Regions from separate parts of the Mus musculus genome. Here region 2 is linked to region 1. A link is a contact called in public HiChIP or PLAC-seq data. All regions are on one chromosome and are shown on one strand. The core of a region is the stretch at or near the end of the contact, and the rest is flanking DNA. Distances in the headings are between cores, read along the strand shown. Region 1 overlaps Lbh (limb-bud and heart). Region 2 overlaps Xdh (xanthine dehydrogenase).

Region 1 (6,093 bases), core at 2,094-4,593:
CCACCGTCCCTCCAGGTTTCTGTATTTCTAGCCCAGCTGTGTGTGGACTCTGAAGGTGTTAGAGTACACACAGGGTGGAAAGCTGAATGAAGAGAACACTGAGTTTATTCAACTATGGGGATGTTGTCATTCATGACTGAGTGAGACTTTTTGGTGATATGTCTACTACTTTAGTTAGGCTCACCATGTTTCTACTTAAAAAGAAAAAAACAATAGATTCATTCACCATGTTGGACTCGGATGAACAGGCTTTTCTGTTCTTCATGTTTCCCTATGAACAGTTAGTGTTAGAGGCCAGCAATAGTGATGCATGAGAGACCTCTGCAGCCTGAGTGCTTGTTCTTGTGAGCTGAATCCATCCCATCCATCCAATACAATGGGGGGTCGGGGGGGGGGGGCGGGGAAGGAACCCAAACCAAAATGGAAAGCATTTTCAAACTTTATTTACAACTGTCACAGTGACAAAAAGTAGTTTGGAAAAAAAAATGCTAGTTTCTCCCTGAGCCTCAATACAGAACAGACAGAAGTCACAGGAGGTTCATCTCACAACAGGCATGTCACTGAAATACTAGGATTTTTTTTTCAATACGATCAGTTAGAAATACACACAAATTACTTAAAGAAAGAGGAGGAGGAAGACAAGGAAGAAGAGAAGGAAGAGGAAGAGGAGGAGGAGGAGGAGGAGGAGGAGGAGGAGGAGGAGGAGGAGGAGGAGGAAAAGAGGAGGCCAGACAGGAGCTCAGCCACTTGTCCAAGAGCAGCTGGGTCCCCCCAACAGGCTCAACCGCTGAGGGGCCTGTAGCGGTCAGCCCCTGACCTGCTCAGACAGCACATGGTTGTTCAACACAGTCTAGTGACCAGCAAAAGGAAGAAGCCACCCCAGAGACACACATATACACAAAGCTGATTTGATACTGGATTTACAAGCACATCCCATCACACGGCAAGACCAAGACAGATAACTGGGGTAGGGATGAGAAGACACCACAACACGGGAATTTAAAAGGCCAGACACCTGTCCATAAAGGGAGGCGAGGGATGAGAAACGCTGCGGGGGAACAGGAGTGGGATGAACAGATCTCTGTAGCCAAAACAGAGCAGAGTGGAAGCAAGAGAGAGAGAAGCTCTCTGGTTGCAGGGTTGGCTGCAGCCCTCTCCCACTTCTGCAAGGAGCCGGAAAAAAGTTATTGCCATCGGTGTGTATCACAGGCAGACGACAGAGGGAAGAGACGGGGGAGGGGGTGACCATCGGCATCCCAGAACCAAACCTTGCTGAATGCCGTGTCAACAGCACACCCCCCACGCTCTTGCCCCAACGTGGCCCAGAGCCACACTGACTTTGAGGTATTAAATAGAACCAGACAAACGAGTCCAAAGACGGGGGTCAACCTGGACTGACAAGAGACGTGAGGGGACATTTGTGAGTGCCTTGGTTGGCTAAGTGAAGCCTAAGGAAGGCTTTAAGTCCACCTCTTGACCAAACAGCCCTGCTCTAAAAATTCTGTCCTCTAACCCGCTATTCCAGAAGGTTCTGAGCTATGATCAGAGCTAAATCCAAATGTTAATTTCCCCATGCAACTGCTGCCCTTTCCAGAGACAGGTAAAGTGGGGAAGGAATAAAGGCTGCTATTCTACAAGGATACTCCAGCACACCCTGTATCTTCTCCCAACCTGTGCTCAGGAGCAACAAGAGGAGAAGCCGTGATCTCACAACAGCTACTGTCTCAAACTGGATGCCACAGCTGCTCCACTGGAGGGCTGATTCCCACATGGGAATCAATGCGGCACCACCCAGGCCCCTGCATGGAAGCCCGCTAGCCAGCTTCCCAACCAAGAAGCACACTCTGCTTTTAGCGCCCATGGAAGCCGGGCTGGGAAACCCATTGGAGTGGCCCTGCTGCAGGTCAGATGAACAGTGACAGGCCACAGCATAGCTGGGGACCGTCCACCTGACTGCTGTGGCCAAAGGAGAAAGGAAGGGCAGGCCTGAGAAAGCCGACACTTCTACCCTCCTGCTCCATAGAGATTACATAAGAATTCTTGGGAGATCCACCGTGGGAGGAGGCACTCCCTATTCAGGCTGCAGCCTTGGAGTGCCTCACAAGGGCAGGAAGTGCTCTGGCTGTTCCCCTTATATACTGGGAGGCAGAAGGGGGTAAATAGGGAGAAAAACTCAAAAGTACTATGTCTTAAAGCCTCCCAGGTCCCTGGGGACTCTGACAGCCTGAAGCATCTGGGGAATGGTGGTGGAGTCTTCCTTTCCTCTGTATCCCTCCATCTGGCTTCCTAGGCAGTTTACCTGGCCCGACTTCTCTGTGGGTGACCAAACACACTTGAAATGAAAACAAAGGCTGGTGGCTGTGAGCAACAGAGCAGGAGATAAGGACTTGGTTGTCAGATGCCCCAGTAGCCAGGACAAATGCTGGAAAGAGCAGCACTTCCTGGCTGTAGTTCTCTTTAAAAGTGTAGAGTTTGTTTTGTTTTGTTTTGTTGTTGTTGTTGTTCTTCTTCTAATCCAAAATCTTTCTTGCTCATTTGCTCACCCCCTCAGCCCGAACTGCACCCCCCCCCACACACACACATGTGCACGCACTGCCTCTGGCACTAGAGTTCAGATAGGGATCTTCGAAGCAGCACCCCTTCCCCCCACCCCCCCCTCCACCCCTGTTCTCAGCAACTTCCTTTCTCAGCCTTGCAAGTTGTCAGAGGGCTCCATTGCTCAACGAATTTAAAAACAAACCAAAAAAAAAAAAAAAAAAAAAAAAGAAGAAGAAAAGAAAACCGACTCGGTGATTTTCAGGTGCAAAACGGAAGCCTCGTTTGACATTTTCACAATGACTGTGGCTCATTCTCTTCTTCCATCACCATGGGAAAAACAGTTCAGGTGTGCTGGCTGGCATGACCCAGGCGAGCCTGCGTGGACTCTACTGGTCCTTCTTTTCATTTGTTGTCTCTTCACAGTTGTCTTGCTCATCCTCCTGGACCAGGAATTCCTCAGGAGGCCACCGGAGCTCCCCGCTTTCCACCTCCCCTTCAGTGGGTTCCACCACTATGGAGGGCAGGCGGTCCTTCAGCTTGCAGCAACGGTCAAAGTCTGATGGGTCCGGAAAGATCTGAAAATTTAAAGAACAACGCAGACATCTGGTCATATATACATCTGAAAGAGAAACGTGTTTCTTTCTTTACACACACACACACACACAGAGAGAGAGAGAGAGAGAGAAAGAGAGAGAGAGAGAGAGAGAACACTGGCTGTCTTCCAAGGATTATGTTCTGCCTTCTAAACACTGTGGGTGTAAGACAGAATCCAGGGGAATACGTTCTAGAGAAAACTATCTCTAAGCCAGATTTTTTTTCCCAATCCTAAAGCTAAAATTTTGTGGACCATACCACTGAACAAGAGGGTGGGTGTAACTCTGTTTCTAGTGCTTTACTTCTAGATAAAAGAATAAAAAAAGATCACGTTTCTCACGGTATGCCGGGCTTTGCTTTGGAATAAGCAAGCAGTTAATGCCTGCAATCCACACCATACAGCAGGCGCTAAAACATTACATTTCTGCCAGAATAATTATTGGTGCCCAGAAGAAATAAACAACCAAATCGTTCATCGTTTTAAACTAACACAGTCAAAAATCAAGTGTTGTTCGGGTTATGTTAAAAGTCCCAGGCTTGGGCAAACTAGTCATCTAGGCCCTTCTAGCCTGGACGGAACTAAGGCTCAACCTCAGGTGTGCTTGCTCCCATGCTCCTGTGTCACCTGCCTTTTGGATCTCATCGCAACTGCCAAGTCTAAGCCAGATCCAGATCCAGTCAAGGCCTCCAGTCACAAGCTGCCTGGGAAAAGCATCCACAGTGCCTTCCCTTTTCACCTGTGAGCGAGTCCTGGCTTCTTGCCATCAGTACACCTGGAAGACTCCAATCTCCTCCCAGAGTCCCGTGGAAGAGGCCCCAGTCCACTTATGTGGGTCCTTCCCAGTGCTGACCGAAACACTGAGCCAGGCTATAAAACTAGGGGCCAAGTCTGGCTTTGCTTTGCACATACTGCCCTGTGACTACAGCTGACCCAATTCTTTGCCCAGTAGCTAAGCACTTAATCCACCGAGCTGCTGGTCCCTTGCCATTCATAGCCCTCAGTGACACGCCCAAGAGGAGAGAGGAGCTCTGGTCTGGGAAATCTGGGGCTCACCAGATCACTGACACTTGGCACCTTCAAGGCCATCTCCTCCCACCTCTCTGTCTGACAGACAGGAAACCCAGGCCCCAGAGGGGGAAAGGGGACTTCACTGAAGGTCACACAGTCTGTTCAAATTCAAGTGGATGGAAACAGGCGTTGGGAGAAATCCTGGAAACTTGCCTGTTTTGCTGTACTCGGAGGGCAGAAGAAATGCTTATCCCACCGAACATCTGAGGTCTCCCAGGGTGTCTGATCTCCTAGATGCACTCGGAAGCCCGCGTGGGGCTTCTGAGAATCACGGGCCTCACAAATCGTCCCAATCCCTACAGACCAGTGATTATTAACCATTTATCCAATAAAGGCCTATTGCTTGGGATTAAGCCTTAAGCCAGCTGCAGGAGTACGCATCATTAAAGACTTAAAAGGGCTCATAAAATGTATCGTAATAGCTGCCAGAAGGAAAACAAACCAGGGAGGGGCTGGACCCAGGCGGGTCAGAGAGGTCTGGAGAAACTGGCCACCATGTCCTGTCACACTACCCGCTCTGATGTTTGCCCTTGTTGACTTGGTGGCGGGTTCACACTAATGAGTGTGAGCGGAAAGTGGATCAGCTAGGTTGGGGGGGGGGTCGTTTACTTGCTTTTATGGAGCTGAGCCCCTTCCTGAAGGTGAGGACATAAGGCATCTTCCAAGCATGAGCTCTGAGGTGTGATGCAGGGGCTCCCCGATGATGAAAGCACTCTTTAGTTTACAAAGCTCTATCAGATAGGACTTCACCGAGACAGCACTACCACCCCGGGGTTAGCAAGCATCCGGGACCCTGAAGGTCAAAAGGCAGAGCTAGCATTCAGATCTCATTCTGAACTAGGTAGGATAGACCCAGGATACACATGACCTCTCAAGCCACAGACTATCACAAAGGACTCGGGCAACCCAGGCCGGCAGAAGCAGAGCAACTGATTTTACTATGAGTTAGCAAAGCGATGCTTGTGTTGTATGGAAGACAGTGCTGATGAGCCCAGCCATAGCAGAGCAGAGCCTCTGTCTCCATGATAACAGTATAAAGTAGATAGCTGTACATTCCTAAGGGGGGGGGGGAAGAAGAAGAAGAAGGAGGAGGAGGAGGAGGAGGAGGAGGAGGAGGAGGAGGAGGAGGAAGAGGCTACATTCCTAGAAATCAGCTGCTCCTGGACCCAGATGTCTAAAGGACCCGGATGTCCATTCCTTTGAGGACATAGGGCTAAGGCACTGGCTCTGGATTCGTATTATTCCCTTGACATCCACTGCATGACCCCTGTCAAGGCCTCTCAAGCTCCCCCACCCCCCCACCCCCCCACCCCCGCTCAGTTTCTCCTCCAGAGAAATGAAATGGCCTTCTTATCACACAAGATGGCGTCCAAGTTCTTGGCCAACACAGAAGTAATACAATGCTTGAGGGCAGAAACAAAATTCAAACAACAATGTCTTCTTTGCAATGGCCCCCTCAGATGCAGCGTTAGTTTCCATGCTCCAAGCGTGAAGCCATCCTTCTAACACAGTCATGAAAACAATATCCACCAATGGCTTTCATACCAAAAGCTCCACAGCCAAGTCTTTTAAGTCCTCCGTAGGGGGTGGGGGTGGGGGAGCAATCTGAGCATTGAGAGTCTGATACTGTGGTACTTGCCAAAGACCTTTGCACTGTGACCTACTCAAAGCAGGAACCATTAAAGAGAAAAAGTTATTTTTACAAGTCATTGTATTTGTAAAAAAAAAAAAAATCACTATAATAATTGATATACCCCTTCCATCAGAGATTTTCTTTCATTATCAGATCACAAAGATTTGTGCTTCTGAGAACCATAGCTCTCTCCAAAAAATAAAAAAACAAACAACAACAGAACACGTCCTGCACCAAAACAGCCTCTTTTGTTTCTCCG
Region 2 (6,093 bases), core at 1,846-4,345, 950 kb before region 1:
AGCCCTTCAAGAAAAAGAATCCCTCAGGCTCCTGGGAGAGCTGGGTAAGTCTGAGCTGGTCTAAGCTGCTTTTTTACAAAGGAAAAGTACATCAGTGACACAGGGCTTTTGTCCCTACCTAACACATGTAGGAGATGATGGCCTAGTCACCTACTTGGAGACAATGAGCTCTGTCTGAGTCACAGGGTAAGAACAAGTTCATTCTTGTGGAGATTAGAGCTCTGGCCTCCCCAAGCCTGGAAGGATGGATTGTTTGTCTTAAGCACCTCCACATGATGGCTTCGCTCACTCAGGTGTGGATCTATACATATATCATCAGGCCCAGTGAGGTGTGTCTTCTTAAAACTCCATGTCTCTGAGGGCTTCCCTGGCAGCCCTCTTACCCAACTTTCAAGTCTGGGGCAACTGAAAATGTCATCCATGAGAGATCTAGATGTCCCAATAGATGCTAGGAGTGATAAAACAGAGAATCTCAATAAGAACGAGCCTAGTTGTCTGAATTCTTTCTAGACTAGATGTGTCTGTATACAAAGAATTTTTAGAGATATTGCACGCCTGTAATCATATGTAGAGACAGAGAGTTCATGAACTAGAGGCTAGCCTGAGATATGCAGAAAGACACTGTCTCAAGAAGTCAAGGGATGGGCATATGCAAGGTCCTAGGTTCAACTTCTAGCAGTGCAAAACACACACACACACACACACACACACACACACACACACACACACACACACACACTGGAGGGACCAAGGAGAGGGACCAAAATGGGACTGTACATGAACTAAATGGTAGTACAACCCATCTCACCAGATTCAGAGAAAACAAGCTTCCATGTCATGTCTACTCTTTTTCCACTCCCTGTCTGATCTTAACTTCCCTTTCCATTCACGTCATTAAGTACCATATGCATTTAATTTAATTCTGGTGGCTTGTGCATAGGTTTGTCAGGCAATTGGAGCATTCTTCACAACAGCCTTGTTGATAATTTTCTTTCACTCAACTTGAGCTTCGTCCAGTGTTACCAGCTATGTAGTCCAGGATTCGTTATGAGCAGGTGACACAGGCTAGTCATCCACAGTCACTAATATAGATATTATATTGTACGTTATTGTACGCCTAGTATAGATGCTAGGTCGAAAACTGTTTTCTCTAAGCCTTTAGTTTCCTCATCTGCAATACGGGAATAACGATGTCTTAGTAGTGGGCTGGGTCTACCACAAATGTCCCTTCCTGATGCCCCTTGTCTTCCTCAGGTCATGGATGCCTACACTAGTGCAGTGAGCTTGTCTGCTACTGGATTTTATAAGTGAGTATGATCCTCATCCTGCCCACTCTCACATGCTGACAGCCCTGAATGCTGGTTGGCCCAGGGCCAGACAAAATCAGCAACCCTAAAACCTTTATCATGTCAGTGGGACTCACGCTGACTTCATTCAGTCTAAAGATGCTTCGTTATGTACAATTACCAACTAAGTATGAGGGGACAAACACGGGAACTGCTGTGTTAGAAGACTCCAGTTCCAGACCTTTGAGTATGCTGTTTCCTAGAAGAAGGGCGAATCTGTGCCGCATTCTATAGGACATGGCACTGAGCTGCACCACGACATGTGTCTGGGCAACCTGCATGTTTCCTTGGGCAGAACACTGGGTTTCTTCATAGTGACTTTCCCTCAGGAGAACAGGAGGATTTAGAGTCTGTGGTCTCTTTACAACATACAGAGTATGGTGGAACTTTGTTAGTGCAGTGAGCCATAGGAGGGAACATACGTATTTGATAGTCTTAAAATTGTATCACTGTGTGATTAGCTAGAGACTCCCCCCATTCCCATTTGGAGTTATAAAAAGATACGATTATAGTTACTGTCCGATTGCTATAATAAATGCCCTGATGAGAACGATGTATGGGAGAAAGGGTTTAGCTCATAAGTCTAAGTTATGGTCCTGCATTAGCAGGAGCCTTAGCGACTGGGTCACAGCACATCCACCATCAGGAGCAGAGAAGAAGCATGCTGGCTTGCTTACACTCAGCTCGCCTCCTTCCCTTTCATACGGTCCAGCGCCCAGCCCATGACATGATGATGCTCACATTGAGGATGGTTTGTTCCCACTCCAATTAACCAAACCAAGAAAATCCCTCATAGATATGTCCAGAGGCCAGACCAATCTAAACGGCCCCTCAGTGAGACTCTGCCCAGATGACTCCAGACAGTATCAAGCTGACAATTAAAACTAGCCATCACCATGTTTCTGGGAAATTTCACTTAAAGCTAGCTTTTCAAGCTTGTTTTAAAATGTCTTGAACGAATATGTGGTTATCACGTACTACACACACACACACACACACACACTCCAATAAGGCTACACCTCCTAATAGTGCCACTCCCTACGGTTGAGCATTCAAGCACAAGACTCAGTCAGGGACAAACCTATTCAAACCACCATAGTCACCTAGATAAACAAGATGAGGTCAGAGGGCAAAGATAGTGAAGTTTCTCCGGGGTTGAGTCCTGTCCCTCAGCCTGCATTAGTTTGGTTTAAGGGTGAGTTCTGGTCATGTAAGCTCATATTATTTCTATGTAGCATATTTTATATGTATATAAGTATTATGTACACGTGTTATATATATTCAAGTAAACATACATTGTATAGTGAATGTATGTACAATATATAATTACATAGGGCTGACATACTTTATGTGAGTACACGTTTATATGGTTCGTATATTATGGCAATTGGACAAAGCACTCAGACCCTGAAAGAGAAACACACATTAACAGAACATTTGTATCTCTTAATAACATTTTCCTCAAGTCACTTGTTGAAGTTCCGAAGGGGCCAGGAGATGGGGAGTGGCTGTTTGGGGCTTCACCCAGGTTGGTAGGACACCCTGCTCTTGTGACCTTTCACCTGAAAATAAGTGATCAGGTGAGCTTGTGAGAACAGCACAATGCTGTCCTGCCCAGAGCCGCAGTGCTGAGGACCTTGGATTGGCTCACTCACTCACTCTTTTAGGGAGCGATTTCCACATCCTCCGTGAGTCCTAGCATATCTGTTTCTGTTATCACTACAGTGCAGAAAGCAGCATGCTTCCGCTAAATGCTGCCAGGTTGTACAGAACACTCATACAACTTTGGAAGACTTAAACATAAGTAGAAGGCTCTGGAATATCTCATTTTCATGACAAGTTCATAATATTCAAAATGTGTGGGCTTTGGAGGAGGATGACTAAGGGGAAAAATAAGACCTTTAGGGCTTACAGATTTATGGGGCAAAAATGTGTATGGAAAGGGGTGGGCTTGTCTAAAACACATAAACGTTTCTCTTTTCTCTTCCAGGACACCCAACCTTGGTTACAGCTTTGAGACAAACTCTGGGAACCCCTTCCACTACTTCAGTTATGGGGTGGCTTGCTCAGAAGTAGAAATTGACTGCTTAACAGGGGACCATAAGGTAAGACATTTGCAACGTATTAGCCTACGAGAAGAAAGACAGTTGGATTGCAATCTGAATGGCTGGCCCAGGCCTGCTCTCTGGTTAGGAAATAAGCTTTACGTCAGAGGCAGGGGATTGCTCCATGAAGGCCACAGAGCACATACCTTAAACCACGAGCCTCATAGTTTCTGCGTCAGCATTTGACTGTTGGTGTGGTGAAAGCCGCCGTGTGGGATGGTGTGGGACTCTGCTCCATAAACGACTACTTCCGCCCACTGAAGTTTAAACTGAAGATAGTTTTTTTTTTCTGTGCCACAAGTATCTTCTTCCTATATTTTTTTCAGTCATTTATTTTTAGATTTTTTTTCTTATTTGGGCGAGTAAACCCAGGGACTCATGCATACAAGGCCAGAACTCAACCAGCTAAATTATATCCTCAGCCCCTCAGCTATTTAATAATGTGGCTATTATCTTACAGGCTCTATTAACCAAGCATGCTTTGGATTCAGCCACAATATACTTTATTGACTGATTTCTCGCAGATCTGCCCAGACTCAGGTTCAAAGCCCTAGTCCCTGGAGACCTTCTCTTACCACTCATTTGTGGATGTGTGGCGAGATCAGCTCTGATCTGCATTTAACTCGGTTGCTAAGATCTCAAATGTCAGCTTTGATATGGCCATCCATATGTGGTGGGGATCCCTGTGTCCACCTGCTTAGGGCTTTGTGCTTGTGAACATGGTATTTGAATTGGGATTTACAATCTAGGAGTTATCAAAGCACACTGTGGGATTTCAGGTATTCTATTCTTCTCAAACTATCTTCCATCCACAGAATCTCCGTACAGATATCGTCATGGATGTTGGTTCCAGCTTGAATCCTGCCATTGATATCGGACAGGTAAGGTGTATGGGAGATCAGGGTGGTAACAGAATAAATAGGCCAGCAATGTGCCCATCCCCACCCTGATAACTGAAGATCAACAGCTACACAACATGTCATTGTTTTTAAGCAGGCCAGAGCATAGTACTTGGGGAACCTCATTTTGAGTAAGAGTTAGGTTGATGATCATCCATCCAACTCTCAATGCAGAAAACAAATAAACATAGATTAACCTGGAAAGGGAAGCCACATGCCCCAGGCACCAGTATAGTGTGTGAGGAACCATTGGATGCTCACATGTAACACACACACACACACACACACTTGTACACACATATACACACACACAGAGGACAAAGGGGGAGGGAGTAAGAGAGGAGGGATAGAAGGAAGGGAGAGGAGGGAAGGGAGGGGAGTATTCGAGTACCTGGGAATAAGCACAGTGGGGAAGGGCAATAGAGACTGGTATTGATGCTTAAGCAGTAGGGTCTGAGCTCAGAAGAACTGGCTGCCTCCCCATTGCCCACTGACCCAGCGATTAGATAAACTACTCTCTAGGACGAAAATGGTAACAAGACTGGGGTGGTAGAGGGATCCGCCAAAAGGCGTGAGCTCAACCATGAGTAGGAAAAGAACTTCCCAAATGAAAACCATTTTTCTATGAATATCCCAAATATGGGATTCATAGAATAGGTCAAGCTGGAGAAGACGAGAGGGAGGAGTCACAATTTGAGACAGATGCATCTGGTAGAAAATATGAGTACACTTGGAAAATATACAAAAGGCTAATCTACTCTTTAGTCAACACACACACACACACACACACACACACACACACACACACACACACTCAGTTGGTCTGCTTGGGGAATGCCCTCTGTAGGCAGGCATTGCATCAAGTACTATGGATACAAAGATTATCAACAGTGCCCTCTTGTGTTTGTTCAGCTCTGGCAGTGCCACATATCACTCTTCTGAGTAGGGATGGGAGAACGGATGGGGACCAACATAGTGTAGTGGATGCTCTAGATCTGTAAGTCATAGCAGGACAGACAAGGGTGGGAACCCAATGAGGCTGGAGGTAAATTTCAAAGGATTGACTACTCCAGAAATGAAATCCCTCCCATGAGCTTGTGTCCTGGTGTTGGATCACTAGTGTCGAGACGGAGACAACATCTCCATCCGCACAGTGGCAGGTTTTAGTGAGAAATGGTATCTACCACTCTGCCGACACATTCTGAACAGAGGGATGCTCTGCTTGAGACCAAGTTCAGTGACAATCCAATAGGGAGGCCTTGGTCCTGTGGCAAGAGCCAGGTAGGAACTGGCCCCTTCCAGGTCCCACTCTAGGTCAGGTTTTACATCCATGGTAGTCATCAGTATCTGTCCTGGGGACTGGAGGGGAGGTGGTAACCATGATAACCTTCTGTCCTGCAGGTAGAAGGGGCATTTGTCCAGGGTCTTGGTCTTTTCACCATGGAGGAGCTGCACTACTCTCCCGAGGGGAGCCTGCACACTCGTGGCCCCAGTACCTACAAGATCCCTGCATTTGGCAGCATCCCCATTGAGTTCAGAGTATCCCTGCTCCGCGACTGCCCCAACAAGAGGGCCATCTATGCATCCAAGGTACGGTGGCTCTGTGCTGCCTTCTAAACTTTAGGAAGGGAGACCACTGCAGGGGAGAAGGAGTTTCAGTCACCTGCCTAGTGGGTCTGCCAGGGATCCCTCCAAAAGAAGGAAGGGGATTGGCACTGACCTTGGTAAGGCAGCAGAGCTGAG

Evidence for each region. HiChIP or PLAC-seq counts read pairs in DNA pulled down with a chosen protein or histone mark.
Region 2: a contact with region 1 is called in an H3K4me3 HiChIP or PLAC-seq map of bone marrow-derived macrophages, with 7 times the contacts expected there. The contact joins two enhancer-like sites. A contact is called at or near these places in 4 of 115 datasets of contacts at active chromatin or transcription factors (T-cell acute lymphoblastic leukemia, bone marrow-derived macrophages, craniofacial prominence and 1 more) and 1 of 9 other capture datasets (embryonic stem cells).

Annotation. Positions count from the first base shown.
Region 1 is chr17:72,936,276-72,942,368 of GRCm38.p6, reverse strand. It overlaps Lbh (limb-bud and heart), which reads right to left. Exons shown (of 3, transcript NM_029999.4): 3 at 423-3,113. The coding sequence ends at 2,925. Among named protein-coding and RNA genes, the nearest start is that of Lbh, 21 kb to the right of the region's middle. Within about 2 kb of position 3,343, at least 91 of the 459 cell types and tissues checked have an H3K27ac peak or open chromatin away from gene starts, as enhancers often do. A contact at or near this core is called in bone marrow-derived macrophages, where this site is marked.
Region 2 is chr17:73,890,958-73,897,050 of GRCm38.p6, reverse strand. It overlaps Xdh (xanthine dehydrogenase), which reads left to right. Exons shown (of 36, transcript NM_011723.3): 30 at 1-44; 31 at 1,255-1,307; 32 at 3,337-3,451; 33 at 4,267-4,332; 34 at 5,752-5,940. Among named protein-coding and RNA genes, the nearest start is that of Xdh, 56 kb to the left of the region's middle. Within about 2 kb of position 3,095, at least 77 of the 459 cell types and tissues checked have an H3K27ac peak or open chromatin away from gene starts, as enhancers often do. A contact at or near this core is called in bone marrow-derived macrophages, where this site is marked.